Linked DNA regions of Oryctolagus cuniculus: region 1 is linked to region 2. Evidence: chromatin contacts called from public Hi-C data. All regions are on one chromosome and are shown on one strand. The core of a region is the stretch at or near the end of the contact, and the rest is flanking DNA. Distances in the headings are between cores, read along the strand shown. Region 1 holds the start of MMP17 (matrix metallopeptidase 17). Region 2 overlaps ULK1 (unc-51 like autophagy activating kinase 1).

Region 1 (7,402 bases), core at 4,825-7,324, 43 kb after region 2:
GGGGTGGGAGTGCGGCTCTACCATCCAGCGTTCCCAGAGGCCTCAGTCACCCCTGACCAGGAGGGGTGGTCTCCATGATTTGCATACAGTTTGCATACACCTGCAGCCAACAAGCCAGCCCCTGTTCCCAGAGATCAGTGCTTTCCAGGGTCCTTGCTCCTCCTTCACCCCTCCCCAAATGCTCCCAACACATGCGCTCCCCACTCAGTCCCAGCCTGGGGGGGCCAAGGCTGTGAGTGCAGGACTAGGGCATCTTGGACATTTCTCTGAGGGCGCAGGGCAGGCCTGGGACCCAGGGTGGACTTCCACGAGCAGAGGGACCTGGGAGAAGCACCCTTTGCTACCCCCATGTCGGGTGGCAACAGCGCAGACAGGAGTGAGGGTCTGTGGCCCTGGATGGTCTGTTTCAGAGAGCTCCCCGCCACGCCATTCCCATCACTTCAAACACTGAAATGCACCCACATCAGTCATCTCAGGATTTCCTGAGCCAGGCTCCTGCCCGTCACCGGCGGAGGGCACATCAAACAAGAGGCAGCCTGAGGGCCAGCACTGTGGCGGAGCGGGTAAAGCCACACTTGCAACACTGGCATCCCATACGGACGCTGGTTTGAGTCCTGGCTGCTCCACTTCCGATCCAGCTCCCTGCCAGTGTGCCTGGAAAAGCAGTGAAGATGGCCCAAGTGCTTGGGCCCCTGCACCCACATGGGAGACCTGGAAGAAGCGCCTGCCTCCTGGCTTCAGCACGGCCCAGCTCTGGCCATGGTGGCCATCTGGGGAGTGAACCAGAGGATGGAAAATCTCTGTCTCTCCCTCTCTTCCTGTAACTCTGGCTTTCAAATAAATAAATAAATCTTTAAAAAAAAAAGTAGTCTCACAAACATTTCACCTATGCATATTTTTGCAAAACAATTTTTACAAACATTTAAAATTCTTGATTCTGAAGTCTTTTCAAACATCAGGAAACACACAAATGCATACCCACATTTCTTAGTCTTTAGTTAAGCTCAGGTTTAGGCTGTAGGGCCATCTGTCACTTCCTCCAGGAAGCCCTCTGGAGTTTCCTCAGACCACACATGATGACCCATGAAGACAAGCTCCCTCCCCGCTCTCCAAGGAATGGCTCACAGAAGCGTGCCCCTCTCCTACCCAGGCCAGCTGCCTCCAGGGCCTTTGTGGCCTGTGAACTGGGATAGCAGCGGGGACAGCCCCTGCTTGAGGGACTCCCAGAGGCGGAAGGCACAGCATTCCTGGCGGAGCCTGGGCCCCACCGGCAATGAGGTGAAGGCAGGTGGCGGTAGCTGCAGGTGTGAGGCCAGCCCGGGCCGCAACCTGCAGGACAAGGGCCAGGCCTGGGTTTCAGGGGCTGCCTGTGACCCTCTAGTCTCCAGGGCTGGGCTTCAAGGTCAAGGCCACTGGTTCCTGCCTGGCCCTGGGAGCACGGAGTTCACAGCACCTGCTGGAGTTGGAGCACAGAATGGGACCAACTCCAGGGCTGGCCTGGTGCCTGTCCCACAGGTCTGGGCTTGGGGAGGAGCTGCACCATCAGTCCCGGACAGGGCAGACCCCTCCCATGCCACCAGCACCACCCAGCCTGGACTCGTGCCCTTCCCCTCCGGGGCCCAGCACACAGGCCTGCGGTGGGACTCGGCCAGAATGGGAGGCTACAATCAGCGCCCCAGCTCGCTAGGGGAACCCCAGGGAGGTGTCTGACAGCAGCACAAGCCCCGACGGGTTCAGGGGACATTAGCAGCTGCAGGCCACAGAGGGGGGCCAGCTGCCTTGCTGGGCCTTCAAGTCCACGAGGTGCCCCAGCCCAGCCGGCTCCTTCCCGTTCTCCCAGACCCTGCTGGGAGGAGCAATCGCCCCGGCTGAGCCTCCAGGAGGGAGGCAGGCTCCCGAAGTCCAGGGCGTGTGGTCACGGCCCCGTAGCAGATCCATTTGGAAATGTCAAACAGGGCTAATGGGCTGGCGAGGCGGGAGCGTCAGCCAGCGGGAGAAGCCGGGCCCGGAGGAACGAAGGTTGCACAGAAGCCAGCGTAGCCAGCACCTGCCGGGCCCACCCCCAGCACCCCACCCTCACCACCGGGGTGGACGAGCCCCTCCCTCCACCACCGTGGGGCCTGGGGCAGGAAGACCCCCCGGGGACACAGACCCCCCCTCCTTCCAGGTGTCCCCATCCTCACCCCAATACCTACCCCAATCCCTGCTGCTGCGGATGGCAGCAGACCGGGGACCCAGTCCTCCTCTGCCTGCTTCCTACCCACCCACCCTTGGGCCCCCCCCCCGCTGTCGCCACGGAGACCGCTGTCTCCAGGGCAACGGAGGCTGTGGAAGGCGGAGCTGCAGCAGCGCTGGGGTGAACCTTCCAGAAGGCCACTGGGGAGGGGGTGGGCACAGAGCCCCAGCCCCGCAGCAGCCTCCCCAGGCTGGTGGCAGTCCCCACAGCTGCCCTCCTGCTCCTCCCGAGGACGGTCGGGGACCTGAGCAGAGGCAGAGCCTGCCACACACAGACAAGCGGCGCCCGCAGCCCACCCCAGCCCTGGAAAGTTTGTCACCCTTTGCCACAACGTGCGTCTTCCTGCGGCTCTCCCCAGGCAGGGCGCTGTGGAATCCCTGAGGAAGATTTTCAGTCCTGCAGAGTGCGGTCAGCCACCCGCCCTGACCCAGCGAGCTGTGGCTGAGCTGACGGCCCACCTCTCACTCCTGGGGCCCGGTGCCAGCAGCCCCATCTCACAGACAGGAAAACCGAGGCTCAGAGACTACAGCGGGGCAGGGGCTGCATCTGCACTCTCGCAGCCCTGGCCAAGAGGAGGTCAGCGGGCAGGCAGGACGTCCCGCCTTCCCTGGGCCCTGCTAATGACCTCACTGCAGAGGCCTCGGCCACTCCTCGCACACTCAAGCCCCTCTCACCCCCAGGTGGGCAGTGTTACCTTGACCTCCACTCACAGGTAAGGAACTGAAGCCCAAAGAGTTGGGTACCCTGCCTGTGTCACACAGCACGCGGTCAGGGCCAGAGCTGTGGTCCGGCTCCAGCACCTGTGTCTGACCCACTCAGCCCCTCCAGGGGGCAGAGGAAGGGTGCTGGGTGCCCTGCACCCACCTTCCCCTGGGGGAGACTCCCGGACGCCTCTCAGGGTCCCCCTGCCGGTCCTGAGCACTCCCTGTGCTGGGAGCTGGACCCGTCCAGCCATTCGTTTGGCAGTGGACAGTGCTCAGCGAAGACAAATGACAAACGGTGACCAAGCAAATACGTGGGTCCTGGACGGTCACTGTGTGAGGAAAGATGCCCACAGTTGGGCAACCCCAACAGCTCCAGTTAAGGCCCCTCCCACGCCCTGCCCGACTCGGTGCTTGGCAGGTGCAGTGAGTAACTGGGAAGTTAACCTATGGCGCAGGCACTGTGCACAGGAGGAAACAGGCTGGGACGCTGACCCACAGTCCATGGCCAGCAGGAACAGCTGTGTCAGGATCCCCGGCTCACAGGGTCCAGGGCCTACCCCGTACCCGCTAGGCTGTGGGGGGTGCTGATCAAGCGAGCGCTCGGAGCATCTTGGGCAGGGGCGGGCAGACACAGGAAGAGAAGCAGCACAAAGAACAGCGAGTGCAAGGGCCGGGAGGCAGGAGCAGCCTGGGATGCCCAGGCAACAGGAAGAAGCCGGTGACCTGGCGCACGGGTGGGGGTGGGAGAAGCAGGCATCCAGGTGGTGTGGACCCTGGGGCCAGGAAAGGAGCAGGCCCTGCCCAGACCCCCTGTGCCCCACCACTGCCAGGGAGGGTGGTCAGCAGGCTCGCAGTGCGTGTGGGCAGTGTGCCCGGCACACACCCCACACCCACACCCACGGCCCCCAGTCGAGTCTTACGGGAAGCTGAGATCCACCATCCACAGACAGGCATCCCCAGAGCACCCCTGGAAACCCCCAGGGAGGCCCCATGGTGGGCAGCACCCTGCTTTGCCGAGACCCCCCAAACCCCTCCGCACCAGCCCGGCACGAGCCTCAGGAGTACGGCCCAGCAAGCCGCGCCAGCCTCTTCTCAGGGCTCCGTGCTCCACCCGGGGGACCGAGCCCTGGCACTCAGACCTGCTGCCTGGGGTCGGGGGCAGGACACTTCTGAAGCCACCAGGACAGCCATGGAGGGACCACGGAGCCAGGGACTCGCGGACACTCAGTTTCAGTCCAGGGCTCGCGGCTGATTTCCTCAGGGGGTGCACGGGGGCTCAGCTTTGCCTGGGTGCTGTTCCTGAGGGCTGAAGGACCCACAGGCGGCCACGGAGGACAGGATGAGGAGGCTGACCCGGGAGGGGGCCACCAGGCGCCCTCAGGTGCTCCAGCCACCACTCTCTGGCCCCGCGCACGCCCTCGGGCCTCCAAGGCCACCCCTGCACGGCCAGCCCGATCTCACCTCTGGGTGGGGGTCGTAGGAGCCCTGGCGCCTGCCCAGATGGCGTTGCTGGGAACTTTAGAAAACGGCTCACCCCCATGTCACCAGCACCTGCCCCGGGGGTCCCATCCAGACCCGGATCCCTCACGCTCGCTGCCCGGCTGTGACCAGGGCTCCTGGTCCCCATGCTATTGGGAACGACCCTCCGTCCTCGCCTGGGCCAGGCCCCATGAGGTGGCCGCTGGGCAGTGGAGTGCGACGTGGTGACCGGGAGACCAGGCGGCTCCAGCTTCGGGTGGATGTGGCCAGGACAGAAGCTTGGGAGAGCACAGACAGTGGGCAGCCGGCACCATCTGCGTGGGAACAGGGACCCCATACGCCCTCCTCCTGCTGTGCACGCCCGGGAGGCGCTCAGGGCCAAGAGGGGAGGCAGCCCCTTTCGGACCCCTTCCAACTCAGGCACCGCCGGCTCAGCAAACTGGAGGCCGGCGGCTCAAGGCCCAGCGAGGGGCTTTGTCCAGCGCCTCCTGGAAGCCCCCCACCCCCCCACCCCTCCAGGCGGGAGGCCTCAATCCAGGCTTTGTGCGCGGCTCCCGGGGTGGGCTGCTACCCGCAGAGGCCGGGCCGCACTCACAAAGGGGCCCTTCTCCTCCCGGGCCGGCCGGAGGCAGCGGCCCCAGGGCAGCGGGGCGGGGCGCACGGGAGCCCTCGCCCCGGTCTCGGGACCCTGCTTGCCGCTCGCGCGCGCTCCCGACGGCCGGCAGAGGGCGCCCGGCACCGCCGCTCGGGAGCAGCGGCCGCTGAGCCGCCGTCCCGGGGCCCGCGGGCGGCTGCACCTCGCCGCACGCCCGGGCCGAGGGAGGGGTGGCCGGGGCGCCCGAGGCCGGCGGGGCGCGGGTCTGCGCCGGCCCCTCTCCCGCGGAGGGCGGGCGGGCGGCGAGGAAGTTCCCGCGCGCCGCGGCTCAGCAGCCCACTCGGCTGGCGGGGGCTCCGGCTGGGGTGACCCGGGTTCCGCGCCACAGACGGCCCGATGTAGGGGCCCCCAGGTGCCGGCGTGCGGTGCCCTCCGGACCCTGCGGGCCAAGCCACGCGGACACGGGGTCCACGAAGCCACCGCGGCGCCCGCTCCGAGCTCCCGGCTGCGACCTGGATTCGGCGCCCCCCGGTGCAGAGCCCGAGACCACCACGTCTGAGCCCAGCCTCGGGGCCGCCGCCCGCGCAGCCAGCGGCGCGTGGGAAGGGCCCAGGGCTGGACCGAGCGGGTCCGGGGGGCGGCGGAGCTCGGCGGCACCGGGAGAGGCGCCCCCGCGCGCAGCCCGCTCAGGCTGTGCCCACGCGGGACCCGCGGGCGACGGCCACCCGGCACGAGACCGCCCCGCGCGCGCTTCGGCGGCCCAGCCCGGGGCACGGGCGCAGGACCAGGGCCCGCCGCGCTCCCGCCGCGCACTCACCGCTCCCAGGCTGAGGTCCTCCGCGCGGGGCGCGGGCGCCGAGCGGCCGCCGCGGCCTCCCAGCAGCAGCAGCAGCAGCGGCAGCAGCGGCAGCAGCGGCGGCGGCGGCGGCGGCAGCAACGGCGCGGGCGGGCCGGGACCGCGGGCGGCGCGGCGCCCCATCCCGCTCGAGGGCCCCGGCTGCGGGAGAGGCTGCGCGCCCGACCCCCGCTCCGCGCCCGCGCCCCGCGCCCGGCTCTCAGCACCCCGCGCGACTGGCCCGCCCTGGGGCGGAGCCAGGCTAATATATGCTAAGATATGCTAATGCAAGGCGCGCCCGCCGCCTCCTTAAAGGGACCACGCCGGGGACGCGGGAATCCCCGCCCGGCAGCCCCTCCGCGGCCTGCGGGACTCGGCAGAGCAGGAAGCGGACGGGTGTGTGAGGGTCTCCACCCGGGCGGGGGCTGTGGCCGCGGTTATCCCGGACCCCGCCGCGGCCGCCGCAGCGCGCCAGGCAGACGCTGGATGGAGCCCGCGCACCGCGGGAGAGGGCGGGGCCGGGGCGGGGGCTGAAGATGGGGTCTGCGGGGTCGGGGTCTGCGCAGGGTCGGGGTCTGAGGGGGGATGGGGTCTGAGGGGGTCGGGGTCTGAGGGAAAGAGAGGATACGAGGAGGGGTCTGAGGAGGAGTCAGGGGGGTCAGGGTCCGAGGAGCCCTCGAGGTCTGAGAAGAGGATGGGGTCTGAGGGGGTCGGGGTCTGAGGGGGGATGGGGTCTGAGGGGGGTTGGGGTCTGAGGGGGTCGGGGTCTGAGGGGGGATGGGGTCTGAGGGGGTTGGGGTCTGAGGGGGTCGGGGTCTGAGGGGGGATGGGGTCTGAGGGGGTCGGGGTCTGAGGGGGTCGGGGTCTGAGGGGGTTGGGGTCTGAGGGGGTCGGGGTCTGAGGGGGGATGGGGTCTGAGGGGGTCGGGGTCTGAGGGGGGATGGGGTCTGAGGGGGGATGGGGTCTGAGGGGGTTGGGGTCTGAGGGGGTTGGGGTCTGAGGGGGTCGGGGTCTGAGGGGGGATGGGGTCTGAGGGGGTTGGGGTCTGAGGGGGTCGGGGTCTGAGGGGGTTGCGGTCTGAGGGGGGTTGCGGTCTGAGGGGGGATGGGGTCTGAGGGGGTCGGGGTCTGAGGGGGGATGGGGTCTGAGGGGGTTGGGGTCTGAGGGGGTCGGGGTCTGAGGGGGTTGGGGTCTGAGGGGATGGGGTCTGAGGGGGTCGGGGTCTGAGGGGGGTTGGGGTCTGAGGGGGTCGGGGTCTGAGGGGGTTGGGGTCTGAGGGGGTTGGGGTCTGAGGGGGTCGGGGTCTGAGGGGGTTGCGGTCTGAGGGGGGTTGCGGTCTGAGGGGGTCGGGGTCTGAGGGGGTCGGGGTCTGAGGGGGGATGGGGTCTGAGGGGGTCGGGGTCTGAGGGGGATGGGGTCTAAGGGGGGATGGGGTCTGAGGGGGTCGGGGTCTGAGGGGGTCGGGGTCTGAGGGGGTCGGGGTGTGAGGGGGTCGGGGTCTGAGGGGGTCGGGGTCTGAGGGGGTCGGGGTCTGAGGGGGGTTGGGGTCTGAG
Region 2 (7,508 bases), core at 1,877-4,376:
AGACACGGGGTCTGCACGGCGCACATGCAACATGCGCACACATGTGTGGGGTCCATCCAACATGCCTGCTGCACCCCCCCCCAAGCACCTGGAGCGTGTCTGCCCCCCGCAGGGCCCTGACCTGGAAACTGGGCGGGGACCATGACGAAGTCGTCTGTGTCGCAGGAGTCCTTGCTGCTGCCCCCTGAGTCGCGCGAGCCATGCAGGAAGCCGGCAGCCGCAGCCGGGGAGGTGAGCGTCTTCTGTAACGGGGGCATCTCCCCCAGGGACTGGGGGTCAGGACGGAGCCAGTGAGTTTGAGGGGTGACTTCTGCCTCTTCTCGGCCTCAGGAAGCCCAGGGCCCAGTGCACTTCCCAGGAAGACGGCCATCTGGCCCTGACCTCACAGGGACGCTCACCTAACCCACGGGATGCCAGTTTGGGGATGGTAGCTTCCTGTCCCCTGGCCATGTCGGCGGCCCTGCCGCACGGCCAGTGCTGCACTAGGCACTCAGGACACCGAGAGTGAGGCCCAGGTCCCAGAAGCAGGTCCAGCCACTGCTCCAGGGCAGCTCTGCCGAGGGCCACACCCCCACATCTCAGCCGTCTCTTAGCTCAGACCCAGGCACAGTGCAGAGACCACGGAGCCTTTCCCAGGCACAGGCCCGTGTACAGACCCCACCCTTCGAGTCACCCCAAGGCGGGCCACTGCTCCCCAGCAGACGAGGGGAGCTGGAGCACAGGTGCCAACGGGGGAGGCCCCAGGAACCAGCCCCTCCCACAGGCAGGCCAGCACCCACGCACACGGAGCGAGCGCTGCCACGAAAGCCAGCGAGCAGGGGGACTCACCGGTGGGGAAGCCAGATGGGAGGTGCAGCTGCTGCTGGAGCTGCTGCCAGACCCTGAGCTTGGGTACGAGGGCACAGGCACGGGCGGGGCTGGGAGGGGGAGCTGCCGTCAGTCTGCAGGCCTTCTCCGACCCCCAGCCCGCCTGTGCGCGGGGCCTGCACTGCCCCGGAGGTTGAGCGTGAGTACCGGATCTGCACCAACCCTCGGCGGCCCCTCCACGTCACTGCCACCACCACGAAACCAGCTGGCAGCTGTCCCCAGGCGGCACAGCCCTCCCCCCACCGCCCCCAGGACACCCCATGGGCTTGGGGCCCACCCTCCCCAGTCCAGCACGTGGCGGGTGGGTCCAGATGCCGAGGCAGGAAGGGTACAGGCCACACGGCCCACACAGGACTCACACTTCTTGACCGAGGCGCTGGCGTCGAGGAAAGGGTGATGGAAGAACTCATCTGCGGAGAAGCAGCGGCGCCTCAGAGGGGCCCCGCCTGGGCGGCAGGGGGCTGGCCGGAGCTCCAGCGGGCTTTGGCACCTGTCTCCATGGCACCCCGCCTCGCCCACCAATGCAGGTGTTCCCAGCGCTGGCCCCACCCAAGCCAGGTTTCAGCCTTGCTGCTGGGAGAAGCCCGGGCACCCCGGACACCAGGGCACCCGGCCCATGGCCCACTGCTCACCCAGTGCCCAGGCTGGGGGCGCAGGTGCATGGGACCAAGCCAGGTGGGCCCCCGCCCAGACAAGCAAGTGCTGCAGACGGCTGAGGCAGAGGGGCGCCTGTCGGCTACGGCCGCCTGGGGCCTGCACTCACCGAAGTCCATGCGCTCTTTATGGTTGCGCTGCAGCAGGGCCAGGAGCAGCTGCCTGAGGGGGGCTGAGGTCTCGCGGGGGATGCTGAGGGATCAGGACAAGGCAGGGCTCAGCAGGGAGCCTGGGAACAGAGCCCTCCACGGGAGCGGGGCGGGTGCTTACGTGGGGACCAGCGTCTTGTTCTTCTCGTAGAACAGGCGGAGGTCCTGGGGGCTGCTGGCCTGGTGGGGAGCACAGCTTCAGCACCCCAGCGGCCCCGGCCCACCTCCCACCACGCTGTAGATGAGCAGGACCATGGTCTGGTCTCCAGCGGCCCTCAGCTGCCACGCTGCCTCCACATCTCCCCTCCCAGCCCCACCCCCGCCACGTAGGGCGGCCAGGTGGGCCAGAGGGAGGCATCACGCCTCCCTGCCACCCAAGGCAGCAGGGGTCTGGCGCCAGTGCTTGGCTGCTTTTCACGACTGATGGGTATCCCGCCCCAGAAAGGAGCCTGGGACAGTGGTGCCTGCTGGAGACCTGGCCAAGAGCCTCGAGGGCTCACATCCAGGACCACAGAGGGCAGTCAGAATGGGCCATGGCCAGTACAGGGCCCCTGCAGGAAGCAGGTCTGGGTCCTCTCGGGCTCAGGGCAATCCCCCCATGCAGGGGGCTAGGGCCACTGGGAAGGGAGGTGGGGGCCAGCAGCCTGTTCCCCCATGTGCACACATGAGGTGGGCTGACCAGTGGGGACTAGGCCCATGGGGGACACTGCCTTGGGGCTGGTCCTGCCCACTTACCCACACCCTCACTGTCCCTAACCAGGACTCCCATCTGTGGTCCCACACACCTGGAAGGGCGCCTTCCCCGTCAGGCACTGGTAAACGATGGTGCCGATACTCCACAGGTCTGCCTTCCCATCGTAGTGCTGGGACATGATCACCTCGGGGGCCTGTGGGTGTGAGAAACAGCTCAGCGCCACAGCCAACAGCAGACACCTCACACACTGACCAAGGAGCAGGTGCCAGCCACACAGCAGCCAATCCGAACAGAGACCCACCAGACTAACCAATCAGAGCAGACATCAGCCAAGCACCAGCCAATCAGAGCAGACACCTGCCAGTCTCCAACCAATTAGAGCAAACGGCAGCCAAGTTACCAGCTAATCAGAGCAGATGCCAGTCATGCCCCACAACGATTAAGACACCTGTTGGCAGCAGCCAATTAGAGCAGGCAACGCTCAAGCACCAGTCAGGCACCCACCCATCAGAGCAGGCGCACAGGAAACAAGTTCAGCCCACACTGCCGGCTGCAGTGAGGCCACAGAAGGGCTCTGCTGTGGCCTCGTGGGCTTGCGTGCCAGGGCCACGTACCATGTACATGGGGGAGCCGCAGAGCGTGGCCGCCATCATGTTGCTCTGGAGGTAGCGCGCGAACCCGAAGTCAGCTGCGGGAGAGACACGGTGAGCAGGCGGGAGCCCAGGCCGGCACGCGCCCGCGCCCGCGCCGGGGCCTCACCGATCTTGACGCGGATGTTGCTGGGGTTGGCGCGGCGCCCTCCGGGGTTGGCCAGCAGGATGTTCTGGGGCTTCAGGTCGCGGTGGATGATGCCTTTGCTGTGCAGCAGCCGCATGGCGCCGGCGATCTGCTGCAGGAACAGCCGGATGGTGTCCTCGCTCAGCGTCCGCATGGCTGCGGGGAGAGGCGGACTCAGGCCTGCCCCACGGGACACCCCAAGTCCAGAGGGGTGTGGCCTGGTCCTCCCAGCCACAGGGACCCACGCCCAGCAGGAAGCAGGCAGACCTTCACCACAAACCAGTCACCATGGGAGACCAAGTGCACCCGTGACCTGCAAGCCGGCAAGGCAGGCCCTCCACCCTGGCCTCCGGCTGTCACCCTCCCCGACATCAGCCCAACTGCCAGTACTCTGTCCGCCAAGGCGTGTCACGGCCGCCCCTGGCTCCAACTAGCCTGCTCTTGCCCATGCAAACACCAGCATGGCCGCGCTGCGAGGGGAGGGGTCCCCAGGGCCCAGGCCCACTGTGGCCTTCAGTGAGAGAAGCCTGGACCCATGAACCTGGGGCAGGGCCAAGGTCACAGCACAGCTATGGGCTCAAGGCAGGGAGCTGCTCGGGCTCGCAGAGGCCACCAGCGGCCAAGCCCTGGGGGCTGCAAGGAAAACACAAGGGCCAGCAGCAGAGACAGGCAGAGAAACTGACATAGGCCCCCCCACGCCACACAGACATGCAGACCCAGTCACACAGCATACAGCACACACACACACATATCTCACAGTCACACACATACAGATATACACATCTCACAGACCCAGTCTCACACACACACACACACACACACACACACCACACAGAGATACAGGGCACACAGACCCAGTCACACAGCATACAGCACACACACATCACATCTTACAGACCCAGTCTCTCTCTCTCTCACACACACACACACCAACACACCACAGAGGCCAACAGCCCCAGAGACACACACTGATCTCCCACTACTATCCGGGCCCACTCCTGGCCTCTTCAGAGTCAGGCTCACCCCAGCCTCAGTTCTGGGTGCCCTACACCTGCCCCAGGTCTCCAGCCCCTCCTCCGGAATAAGGAGGCTTCCACAGCAGAGAGGCAGCCGTGGCACAGGCCCACACACAACACAGGCACAAGAATGGATGCGTGGCCAGCGTTAGCATTAACCTCGATGCCAGCTTGTGGACAAGTGCCCTGGGCCTCCAAGCTCCTCCTCTCCAAGGGCAGGTGGCGCCCACGGCTGGCCTGGGACCAACCTGACACCTGCGCAGCCTGGAGGCAGGCCAGGGACCGCCTGGTCACTGAAGGTCAAGGGCTCAGCAGGCAGCGTGGTAGCCACGGGGGAAGAAAGCACTCAGTGAGCAGGCAGAGCCCAGCATGGTGTAGCCATGTGGGCAGCCAGGTGTGGCTGGCAGCTGAGTGCCCAGGGCCATGGGCCTGAGGGCCAGCAGCCTCACCCTGGCCCCTGGCCCACCCTGCACACCACAGCAAGGAAGAGCTCTCTGCTGGCCGCCTGCACTGCCTCCTCTCCCACTGCCAGCTCTGGAGCCCCACCTGCCCACTGACCTGGATTCCTGATCCCCAACCTGCTGGACTCCCCACCCCTGAGTGGTGCCGGGTCTGCAAATGTGCCCCCCCAATCCACGTGGACTCCTCGTCCTACAGCGATGGACTCAGAGGGGCCCTATGGCAGGCAAACAGGCCGACAGGACCACTGCCTTGTAAGGGCCCGTGGGCACGTGTCTGTCCCTTTAGCCACGTGAGAACACAGCAGCTTCGCACAGGCGCAGGCAGGCAGTCTGTGTTGTTGACAATCAACCTGCTCTGTTCTGTCACTCTGTCCTCCCAGACGCTTGGGCCAAGCCCCTGGAATGATCTCTGACCATGTCTGCACCAGCTCCAACCAGATACCCTCACCACCACCAAGGCCCTGCTGGCACCTCCAGCCTGGACAGTCTGAGCCCCTACCCACAGGGTCCCTGACCTGTCCTTCCTGGCACCTGCCCTTTAGCCTCCCTGCTCTGTGGCTGTGTCCCCTGCGCCCAGCCGGCCACACACTCAACCCCACCACTCAGAAAACTGCAGGCCCACCCCCTGCATGGCTGCCTGCCAGGGCACTCGCTCCCTCCCACGACACCGTCACTTACACATCTGGCTCACGCCAACCCCTGCCCCAAGCTGTGAGAACAGAACCCTGGGCACAGTGCCCTCCCCAGGCAGGTGGGAGCTGCTCCAGAGCCGCTGGTGGGGACGGCTCGTGGACAGCATCACAAGACGTGAAACACCAGGGCCCCCTTCCATCTACCCCAGGGTGCTGGGCGAAGAGAAAGCCCAAGCAAATCACCAGGGGCAGCTGGGGCCAGGCCACCTCCCAAGTGGCACCAGGGTGACCCACAGCCCCCGGCAGCCTCAGGGCCCACTCACTGTGCAGGTAGTCAGCCAGGTCCCCGCCGTTACAGTACTGCAAGAGAGCACACCCCATCAGGAAGTGGCCAGAGGCCCAGGATGGACCTTCCAGCCCTGCCCGGTACCCCCAGGCTCATCCCCAAGTGTGCCCAGCAACCCCGGCGAAGACGCTAACAGTGGGCACTCGTCACCTCCGCAGGCCCTCACCACAGCCCCCCTCTGGTGCCCAGTGCTGTGGACATGCAGCCGTAGGGTCGCAGGATACTCACCTCCATGACCAGGTAGACAGAGTTGGCCATTTCCTGCAGGTCAGAGAAGGGCTGTAAGAGGCGGAAGTGCCTCCGGATCCCGCTGGGCACCACCCAGGGAGTAGACAAAGCCAGGCCACCAGGCTGCCAGCCCATGGTGCTGGGCTTGCCTGCTCAGCAGCCGGGAGGCAGCCCACGTGAGACAGTGGGCTCTGGAGGTGGCGTTGGCTGTGTCTTGTGGCTACTTGGAAAACGGGCTTGAGGGGCAGGAACAGAGACCAACGGGGTGGGCTGGAGCCAGCAGGCCTCGGCAGGGTGGGGCCTCCATCCTAGCCATGACAACTCCTGGCTCGGGTGACCAGCCAGCAGGAAGGGTTCAGGTGTGTGGCAGGCTCGACCCTCAGGCAGTGGGAACTGCTCCGTTCCAGCTCCGGAACCAGAACCCGAACCGGAACAACAGATTACAGAGGCATCCAGCCTCTCTGATAGGCCTCGTGGGGGTCTGGCTATGGTCCCTGGGCCTGAAAGCCCCCAGCGCTGGTGGGCCAGGGCAGCATCCTACCCAGCCCTGGGCTCAAACACAGCTCAGCCCAGGTGGTGCCAAGCACACCCTCATCTGGGAGTCACTGCTTCAGAGTGCCTAGGGATGCCGAGTGGGTGTGGCCTGCGCCCGAGCCAGCTGGAAGCAGGGACTTCCCCGTAGCACATCCCTCACCCACGTAACAGGCGAGCCTTCCTCACCCCACTTCACAGATGTGGATGCCGAGTCAAACCTGGCACCCTGTGTTCCACCTCCAGGTGGGGATGCCCCAGCCCGGGAGCAAGGTCCCCTCACCCCCAGGAGTGCTCGCCCTTGAGGACAGGAGGAGGAAGCCCATCCCAGGCCCCGCTTCCTCTAGTCTGCTCCAAGGCAACTCTGGCCGGGGACGGACCCAAACACCCCAGACTGTCTCCAGGCGGTGGCTGTGAGCCACCAGGAGCTACAGGTGAGCTCCACCCCGCAGCCCAGAGACCTGCCCCTCCCACCACACCCCAGGGTCCTTGCTTGCTGTCACTCAGCCCATCCCCTCACCCTGGCAGGACAGAGGACCCCAACGCCAGCTCAGCCCACAGTCCTAGGAAGCCCAGGCCTGCGTCAGAGATGCTCCGGGCAGAGGGATGTGGAGCTGCTGAGTGACCAGTCCCTGAGAACGACAAGCCTCCACCCTGCCCCAGGGCTGCCAGTGCACGGCTGCATGCCTGGGCCCTGCCGGGTGAGTAGGCGGCAGGCTTGCAACCTCACAGCGAGTGGCTTGGCAGGGAGGTTGGGAAGCTGAGACAGGGCCTAGGGAAGGAGGGCGCTGTCCACAAAGGCAGGCCTCGGCCCACCCGACCCAGGAGTCCCTGGCAGGCTCTGCCCCACCCAAGTGAGGGAGGCCAGCTGCTGGGGAGAGATAACCCTGGCAGCAGGGGCAGGCACCTGGTGGTCAGGCAGGAGATCCAAGGCTAGGGCAGTGAGGAGAGAGGTGGGGCCCGGAAGCCCTCAGAGCCCACACTCCCCAGGCCCTGCAGCGCACTGTCCACACCTGCCTCGCGCGAGCGCCAGGGGCAGGCACCCAACTGGACAGACCAGAGAGGCTGCATCCCCTCGCACTGGGAGATACTCCGCAGTGGCAGAGCTCATTGGCCCTGCCCTCCAGGGCCCCAACCCACCCCGGGGGCCAGG

The links. Hi-C and Micro-C count contacts between places; a contact is called where the count stands out from the background.
Region 1: a Hi-C map of an unstated tissue shows a contact between it and region 2, with 1.7 times the contacts expected there. The contact joins the promoter of MMP17 here to the enhancer-like site in region 2. A contact is called at or near these places in 2 of 6 Hi-C or Micro-C datasets (ear pinna and an unstated tissue).

The regions. Positions count from the first base shown.
Region 1 is chr21:1,341,007-1,348,408 of mOryCun1.1, forward strand. It overlaps MMP17 (matrix metallopeptidase 17), which reads right to left and starts at 6,075. Exons shown (of 10, transcript XM_070066272.1): 1 at 5,832-6,075. The coding sequence starts at 5,993. It overlaps LOC127488405 (a long non-coding RNA gene), which reads left to right and starts at 2,350. Exons shown (of 5, transcript XR_011385293.1): 1 at 2,350-2,948.
Region 2 is chr21:1,301,430-1,308,937 of mOryCun1.1, forward strand. ULK1 (unc-51 like autophagy activating kinase 1) reads right to left here. Exons shown (of 26, transcript XM_051829846.2): 2 at 5,825-5,857; 3 at 5,574-5,610; 4 at 3,124-3,297; 5 at 2,979-3,052; 6 at 2,456-2,557; 7 at 1,792-1,850; 8 at 1,631-1,713; 9 at 1,227-1,277; 10 at 829-917; 11 at 122-269. Among named protein-coding and RNA genes, the nearest start is that of ULK1, 11 kb to the right of the region's middle. Within about 2 kb of position 3,127, at least 1 of the 8 cell types and tissues checked has an H3K27ac peak or open chromatin away from gene starts, as enhancers often do. A contact at or near this core is called in ear pinna, where this site is marked.